Regions from separate parts of the Ovis aries genome. Here region 1 is linked to region 2. A link is a contact called in public Hi-C data. All regions are on one chromosome and are shown on one strand. The core of a region is the stretch at or near the end of the contact, and the rest is flanking DNA. Distances in the headings are between cores, read along the strand shown. Region 1 overlaps NDST1 (N-deacetylase and N-sulfotransferase 1). Region 2 has its middle 17 kb from the start of RPS14.

Evidence for each region. A called contact is a pair of places that touch in the nucleus more often than the background predicts.
Region 1: a contact with region 2 is called in a Hi-C map of liver, with 4 times the contacts expected there. The contact joins two enhancer-like sites. A contact is called at or near these places in 10 of 16 Hi-C or Micro-C datasets (blood, hypothalamus, liver and 6 more).

What each region holds. Positions count from the first base shown.
Region 1 is chr5:59,597,618-59,601,655 of ARS-UI_Ramb_v3.0, reverse strand. The region is part of intron 2 of NDST1 (N-deacetylase and N-sulfotransferase 1); the gene reads right to left. Among named protein-coding and RNA genes, the nearest start is that of NDST1, 23 kb to the right of the region's middle. Within about 2 kb of position 2,040, at least 35 of the 54 cell types and tissues checked have an H3K27ac peak or open chromatin away from gene starts, as enhancers often do. A contact at or near this core is called in liver, where this site is marked.
Region 2 is chr5:59,555,817-59,560,019 of ARS-UI_Ramb_v3.0, reverse strand. No RefSeq gene overlaps it. Among named protein-coding and RNA genes, the nearest start is that of RPS14, 17 kb to the right of the region's middle. Within about 2 kb of position 2,934, at least 5 of the 54 cell types and tissues checked have an H3K27ac peak or open chromatin away from gene starts, as enhancers often do. A contact at or near this core is called in liver, where this site is marked.

The sequences.
Region 1 (4,038 bases), core at 791-3,290, 43 kb before region 2:
GAGAGCGTCTCTGGTGGCTCAGTGGTAAAGAATCCATCTGCCAATGGAGGAGACACAGGTTCGATCCCTGATATGGGAATATCCCACAGTCAGGGCAACTAAGCCCGTGTGCCACAACTATTGAGCCTGTGCTCTAGAGCCAGGGAGCCGCAACAATTGAGCCGACATGCCTCAGCTACTGAAGCCTGCAAGCCCTAAAGCCCATGCTCCACAGCAAGATAAGTCACTACAATGAGAAGCCCTCATACCACAACCAGAGAAAGACACACACAGCAACAAAGATCCGGCACAGCCAAAAATAAAATAATAAATAAAAGTAAAAAGCAACAAAGGGTTGCAAAGAGTGGAACACAACTGAGCAATTAAGCACTTAAGTGCACACACACACACACACCAACCCCTGAGCACACCCGTGCGTGCAGTCCAGGCAGAGCAGACTTGGAGTGTTTCTACACACGGCTCTGTACCCTGGAGCCTGCAGATGGGGGCAGGACTGGAACTTATTACCTGTGCCTGGCACTGTGCTAAGCACTTTTACATACTTTATCTCAATTAATCCTTACAACTAATACTGTCATTCACCTTTACAGTTGCAGAAAATAAGGCTCAGCGATGTTAAGCCACTTAAACCACACAGCTAGTCAGTGGCAGAAATGAAATCTGAACCTAAACCCCCTGAAATGGTGACGGCTCCAGAGCCTACAGGGGAATCTTGGCAGGGACAGGGGAGAGCATGAGGGGGCCTCAGCTACCAAGCCCTCAACCAAGCCTCCACTGTGCTCTTTCAGCCCTAGGCCCAGCTTTCCCTGCCAAGGTGCTGGGGATAATGAATGAGATGCTCTGGTTGTCATGGAGATGCCATGGCAACACTGCACTTTCGGGAAATACCACGGTAACTGTGGCCACTGCTCTGTTGAAAGTCACTCATGACCCCACCCCCCATTCCAAAACACTCAGGTGCCCCCAGAATCCTCTCTAGGACCCAAAGAGAAAAGAGGCAGAGGCTACAAGGAACCTCTCAGAAACCAAGCTGTCTAGAGAGGAGGACTGGGGAGGAGGTCGAGCTCTGCCCTGGATGGACAGGTGGGCTCTGAAGTGAGACCAAGAGCTCCCTGAGCCTTTCATGGTGAAGTGCACCTAACAACCCAGGTCCCCCGCACTCACTGCCTCCACGTGCAGCAGGCCTCCCGTGAAGAGCGCTATGCGTCATGCTGTGTCATCCCAAACATCTGAGGGGCAGTGATGCGGTAGCTGCTAGCATCCTTGTTAAAGGTCTCTGTGCAAATCTCTCCACCTCTCCGAGTCTCAGTTTCCCCAGCGTAAAATGGGGTTTATACTACTTATTTATCTTGCAGGGCTACTGCCAAGACTGAGAGATGATCTGTGTAAAACTGCTCAGTGCCTGGCACATGGTGATTACAGGCTAACAAGATGATTATTCACTTAATGGATTTGGAAACTGAGACTCAAGAAGGAACTGGCCAAAGACCACACATCAAATTGATAGTGGATCCAGAAACAGGAAGAGAGGTCAGGTTTGGGCGCACACTGGAAGTTGGGAACAAGCAGATGACCCATTCCCTGTTTCCTCATTCTGTTCCTACTGAGCCCCGCCAGGTACCAAGCAGGGCACTGGGCACTGAAGGTGCAGACTTTGGGGCTCCAAGGTTCTAGGTCTCTGGCATGCTGCTGCTGTGGGCTGAATGGAGGCCAGTACCCAGAGCCCCACATGCTCACCCAGCCCAGATTTTATTTCCTGCCTGGGTCACTCCTGACCATGCCCCCTACTTCCTCCACACTCACAGGCACATGTATGGACAAGCAAACTTACATGGTGCTGAGATGTTCAAATGGATCAACACAGGCCTCCAGGCCACAGGCACAAGGATGGGGTGGGGAGTTGAGAAGAAGTGTGGGGAGAGCCCTGCAAACAGGCTTAAAAGTGTGTGAATGGGCGTTCAGCCTCAGGGAGGAGCGGCTGCCGGCTGGGCACTGGGAGCCCCACATGCAATCCCAGGGCCGTTCCCCACAGCTGACTTGGCCCCTCCCAGCCTGTCACACCCTCAGCACAGTCACACCACCGCCCATTACCCAGCCGCACCCCACAGTCACCCTGCTCCACCAGCTACCCAGCCCCAGCCTGCCCCACCCACCACATGTATAGCAAAGAAAATCCTTCACATTTGCTTCCCAGCTGTGCAGGAGTTTCTCTGGCGCAATCACACCCTTGGGAGGCTGAGACCAGAAGCAAATCCCTTCCTCTGTTGGAATCTGCGGCCCGCCCCATCCCCCACAGCCCCACAGCACCGCCTGGCTGAGGGCCAAAGGGCTGCCTATCCGTCACCCTGGAGTCCACAGCTGCCACCAAGGGACGGTCGGCAGTCTGGCTGAAGGGTCTCAGGACTGCAGAGTATATGGCCCACCCTGCGGTGAGCACACCGGGACAAGGAGGCCCAGAGAGATGAAAGGACCACCTTGGGTTGCACTACCAGGCCTACCCCACCCCCACCTGCCTTGGCCCATTTTCTTATCCACAAAAAAAGCCTACACATCCTCCTCCAAGGCCAGCCTCAGCTGAGAGTTGATTCCTCCAGCTCTGAATTTCAGAAGTCCTGGATGAGCTCTCCTGCCCTGTACCCCACCACAAAGGGCCAGACTGATGTGCCAGAGATGTCAGCTGCAATCAAGACTAGCACACCGGGCCCCAACTTCACCAAAAGCTTTCCAAGGTGAAGTGATCACCCACCCACGGTAGGTACGTAAGAGTGAAGTGCCCCTGCCAATGACCTTTCCCTTTTTCAATCTGCTACAAGGAACTGCCAAGCTAAACGTATTAAAGCATGAACTCCCATGTATTAGACATGATATGCCTGTACTACATGCTATTATTTACCCCACACCACACCACTATGAACAACATTCCCTTCATTTGACAGATGAGGAAACCGAGGCCCAGAGCAGTCTGGGGCTTGCTAACAAGTGGTAACTGGGAATCTCCCCAGCCCATCCATCCTTCAGCAGCATGCGCCCTCCAAGTCCACAGAGGACAGCTGACACAGGCCAGCGCCTGCACACCCCGTCCTCTGTTCCCTTCAAATGCTGCGCTTTCTGTTTTTGTTTTCAAGCATCTTATGTGTGTTTTAACATCAAAAGCAGCCTCTCATGATCCTGCCTGCAAGCAGACCCACAAATCAATCATCAATCAACAAGCAAACAGACCATAAAGCACTGGTTCACTCCCCGGTTCCCAACCTGGGGTCTGTGCTGGGTTCCTGGGAGGGGAATGCCCAACAAAACTCTCAAGAACCAACACTCCCTACTTGTTGAGAATTTGTCTTTCTTCCAGCAAGGCCTGAGTTGAGAGTGTACCTTTGCACCAGCTCTGAAAATGGGGTTTACTGAGCAAACAAACAAGACAGCAGGGCGGCAAAGTGGGGAGTGAGAGGGCACAGGACCTCTGCCCTTTGGCCCCACTGGAGCTCTCAGGCAAACAAACCAAGGCGGGCAGGACCCTCACAGAGCAAACTCTTCATTAGCCCCCAGAACTCCTCAAAATAGGGCTCTCTCCACCCAACGCCCAAATCCATCTATGCAATCAAATTCATTCCCAGTTATTTCTCTCAGGCTTGGATCACTGGCACTTGTGGGGGGCGGGGGGGACCAAACAGTAAGATATTTCTTTGCAAATATCCTAACCTCCCTCGCTGATGGCAGCCGGCACTGACTGAACTCCTGGTACCTTGCCAGCCAGACGCTGGCTTCCCTTGATTCATCACACCCAATCCTCACACCCTGAGATGTGGTGTCACTGATACGTGCACTTCACAGAAGGGAAATCTATGCTCAGAGAGGGGATGAAGCAACTGACTCAAGGTCACACAGCTGGGCAAGGACAGAGCTAGGACTACCCCAAGCCGGCCCACTTGGAGCCCCAGCCTCTGTGCAGCTGCCCAGCACTCCACACCATTCCTAAACTAGGTCTGCAGCCCAGAACCTACCCAGGGACGGGTAGGTTCCTGCTCCCTGCAGGTGACTGGC
Region 2 (4,203 bases), core at 1,685-4,184:
ATGCTACAGTTAAGACCTGATGAAGCCAAATAAATAAATAAGAATTCCAACACAGGGGCAGCAGGACATTCAGTGAGGTACAGGGCCCCGGTGAGTGCACCGGGGCCAGGCTGTGGGCCCACCGGCCCCAGTGCACCTCGGCCTCGCTCTCTGGACCCCACCTCTTGCCACCTCATCCTCCTTTCACATTCTCACAAGGTCCACAGTCCTGACCTCAGGCTTTTGCAAAGGCTGTTCTCCCTGCTCTGAACACTTCTCAACAATTCTCTCCTGAGGTCCTTCTCATTGTTCAGCTCTCAGCTGGAACGCCATCTCCTCTGGGGGATGCCTCCCTCATCCCCAAGCCTCACGGGGGCCCCACCCTTAGCTCTGCATCACAGCTGCTGTTTACTCCTTGGGAGAAAAGTTATGGTCAACCTAGATAGTATATTCAAAAGCAGAGATATTACTTTGCCAACAAAGGTCCATCTAGTCAAGGCTATGGTTTTTCCAGTAGTCAAGTATGGATGTGAGAGTTGGACTGTGAAGAAGGCTGAGTGCCGAAGAATTGATGCTTTTGAATTGCGGTGTTGGAGAAGACTCTTGAGAGTCCCTTGGACTGCAAGGAGATCCAACCAGTCCATTCTGAAGGAGATCAGCCCTGAGATTTCTTTGGAAGGAATGATGCTAAAGCTGAAACTCCAGTATTTTGGCCACCTCATGTGAAGAATTGACTCATTGGAAAAGACTCTGATGCTGGGAGGGATTGGGGGCAGGAGGAGAAGGGGACGACTGAGGATGAGATGGCTGGATGGCATCACTGACTCGATGGACGTGAATCTGAGTGAACTCCGGGAGTTGGCGATGGACAGGGAGGCCTGGCATGCTGCGATTCATGGGGTCGCAAAGAGTTAGACACAACTGAGCGACTGAACTGAACTGAACTGAACTGAGCAGACATCTATCTGTGCCCTCAAGTGTAACCTGTCAGCTTACTGTTTACTACCTAGCCTCCCCGGGAGATCCCCACGGCAGGGCCGTGTCTGTCCTGTCCGACACTGAGTCCTAAGGGCCCAGTCCAGTGCTTGGGCCATGGCAGATGTTCAACAGCTGTTTGGAAAACAGTGAGTGAATAAATGAATGGACACGGACACCCTTCCACCCCCTCTGCCTGCTCACTCTGCCTCTGCGCCCCAGAGAAGCACAGGGGTGCTCCCTGAATGTCCTGGTGCTCCGGATATCCCAACACAGAGAGCTGAGAGACCGAGGGGTGGCAGGCGGATCCTGAGACCTTGAGATGGGGACAGACAGAAGAGGCAAGCCCCGGAGGCAGGGCGGAGAGGGGAAGAGGAGGAAAAGTGGAAAGAGAAAGGAAATGGAGCCAGAGGAAGGAGAGAGGAGGCACACAAAGAGGGGCGAAGGAGTTGGTTGGGCTTGGGGATAATCCCGTTTCTCCTCTTTATTTGTGAAACTAATAATTACTATTAATACCTGGCCCCTCCCTGGCCCTTTCATCCAGGCTTGTGGGGAAATTTCAGAGATGAAAGTCCGGGGAGAGGGGGGTGGTGCTCTCAGAGGCAGGTCCCAGGGCTTCACAAGCACTAATTAAACTTGGCAGCCCCTTCCAGGTGGGAGCACTCCCTGGGCCTGGCCCGCCTCCCCTCCTTTGAGGGAGGCTCACTAACTGCAGCAGGGGGCTGGGGCGGTCAGCAGAGACAGCCGTGGGGGAGGTGCCAGAAAGAGGAACCTCACACCAGGTGGCACCGAAACCCAGGAGCCCGGCCTCCAACTGAAATTACAGCCCCATGCCAGAGGCCGCCCTCCCCCCTAGCTCCGGACCAGGGTCTGTGTCCCTGGGGCCATCTGCCAGATGGTGGTGGGGGAAGCACTCCTGCGAAGGAAGGTCTCAGCAGACAAAGAGGCAGAGTCAGCAAGTCCGGCTCCTCCACGCGACCCCAGGGCCACCTGAGTCCTGGTCTTTCACATCCTCAGGGGCCGTTTCCTTGCACCGCCCTCACAGAGGCCGCCCCTCTCCACCAGTCATCGACACCTCCAGCAGGCTCCCCGTCACACCTGCAGCCATGGGGCCCTCCTCACAGTCTCCCATTATTGAGCTGCCTGGCGTTTGGGCTGTGTGAGCGCATCCAGGCCCTTGACATTAAGTTCAACCTAGGGACTTCCCTGGTGCCCCAGTGTGTAAGACTCCATGCTCCCAAAGCAGGGGATCCAGGGTCAGCTCCTGGTCAGGGAGCTAGATCCCACATGCTGCAACTAAGAGTGTGCGTGCTACAACAAAGAGAGAAGGTCCCAGGCGCTGCAACTAAGTCTTGGTGCAGCCAAATAAATACTAAATATTTAAAGACTAATAAGTACAACCTACAGACTCCTGACTGATTCACTGGAAAAGACCCTGATGCCGGGAAAGATTGAATGCAGGAGGAGGAGAAGGGGGTGACAGGATGAGATGGTTGAATGGCATCACTAATTCAAGGAACATGGCTTTGAGCAAACTCCTGGAGATACTGAAGGATGGGGAAGCCTGGTGTGCTGCAGTCCATGCGATCACAAAGAGCTGGACGCTGTTTAGCGACTGAACAATGAACAACAGAGGCTCTGGAGATTATTTCAGCGGTCTCTACCTTTCCAAGGAGCCCCAACTCCTGCCCCATCTTTCTACTAGGATTTCACAGGGGTGGCTTCAAAATAACAGAGCCTGACCTTGTTTCCCGTCTTTCACCCAGCTCACACCCTCCCCAGGCTCTCCCACCTTGGGAAATGGCCCCACTGTCCACCTGTTGCTCATGCTTGGAACCTGGAATCATCCTCACCCCTATATGCAATCCATCTGAAAATCCTGCTGATTCTACTTCCAAAGTACCTCTCAAACCTAGACACTGTCCTCCACCTTCGCAGCTGCCAGCATGCTGTGAGCCACTATCGTCTCTCACCTGTGTGGTCATCTTCACAAAGCCAGAGTGGACTTTGAAATGCAAATCACACTGTGCGAGCCCTGCCTAAAGCTCCTCCCCCTTCTTACGGTTTGTAGATGGTAATACACACCTCTCACCAGGGTCCGTCAGACACCCTCTCCCCCCCCAACTCCGCCCCAGGGATGACCTCCCCTCCCTCCCCCCTCCCCCCAGCCCCCCATCCCTATGCAGCCCCTCAACACTTTCCCGCCTTGGCAGTTTTTGTTTCTCCTGCCCGCCTCACGGTTGCACCTTCTCACGGAGTCCTGTCACTGCCATTCTAAGACTGAGGCTCCCTCACCAACCCCCTAACCTTCTTGGGTCTGCTTGTCAGCTGGCTAACTCTGGCTGTCTCCCTGACAGCCTTCAGGGACTTCCTTGGTGGCTCAGACGGTAAAATGTCTGCCTACAATGAGGAAGACCAGGGTTCAATCCCTGGTTTGGGAAGATCCCCTGGAGGAGGAAATGGCAATCCATTCCAGTACTATTGCCTGGAAAATCCCATGGACAGAGGAGCCTGGTAGGGTACAGTCCATAGGCATGTCTGTTACCAGTTGCTTTATCGTTCACCAATGCCTAGCACGGTGCCTGGCACATAGTAGTAGGTGCTCAACAAACATGCTAAATGGATAAATGCCCAGGATTCATATCCCAGTACCGCCAACCCACTGGGCTCTGTTCTTCCATTCAGAGGACTTCAGCAAGTCCTTCACGAGTGGGTCCTGCCCCGTGGCTGGGATCTGTCCTAAGACGCCTGGTGGTGATCACTATTCACTTCACTTTGAACCAGCCAAGTGACCTTGGGCACGGCACCAACCTTCTCCTGTCTCAGCGTTCCACTTTGGAAAACTAATAGTCTGAGCTCCTGGGGTGTGACGAGGCCCTAAGGGAGAATGTACACCAAAGCCAAATCACAGCCATGTCCCAAGTAGACGTCCTGACAAAAGTGAAGATATACACACACGCTGACTTACGTTTACACTCCCCAAGCAACCTCGGGGCTCGGAAATTACAAAGCTTATCGCTGCCCCCATCCTCACACCAGTGTACCAGCCCCAGCCAAAGCCTGTCTGTCCCCCCAGAGGCCTGGTGATCGGGCGCCATCTAGTGGACAACTAGGAGAAAGACAGCATTCCAGCCTTCTGCAGTCCGCGGGGTGGGCGGGGCAGCTCCCTGGGACCCCACCCTGACAATCCTCAGTTCAGCTCAGTTCAGTTGCTCAGTCGTGTCCAACTCTTTGTGACCCCATGAATCA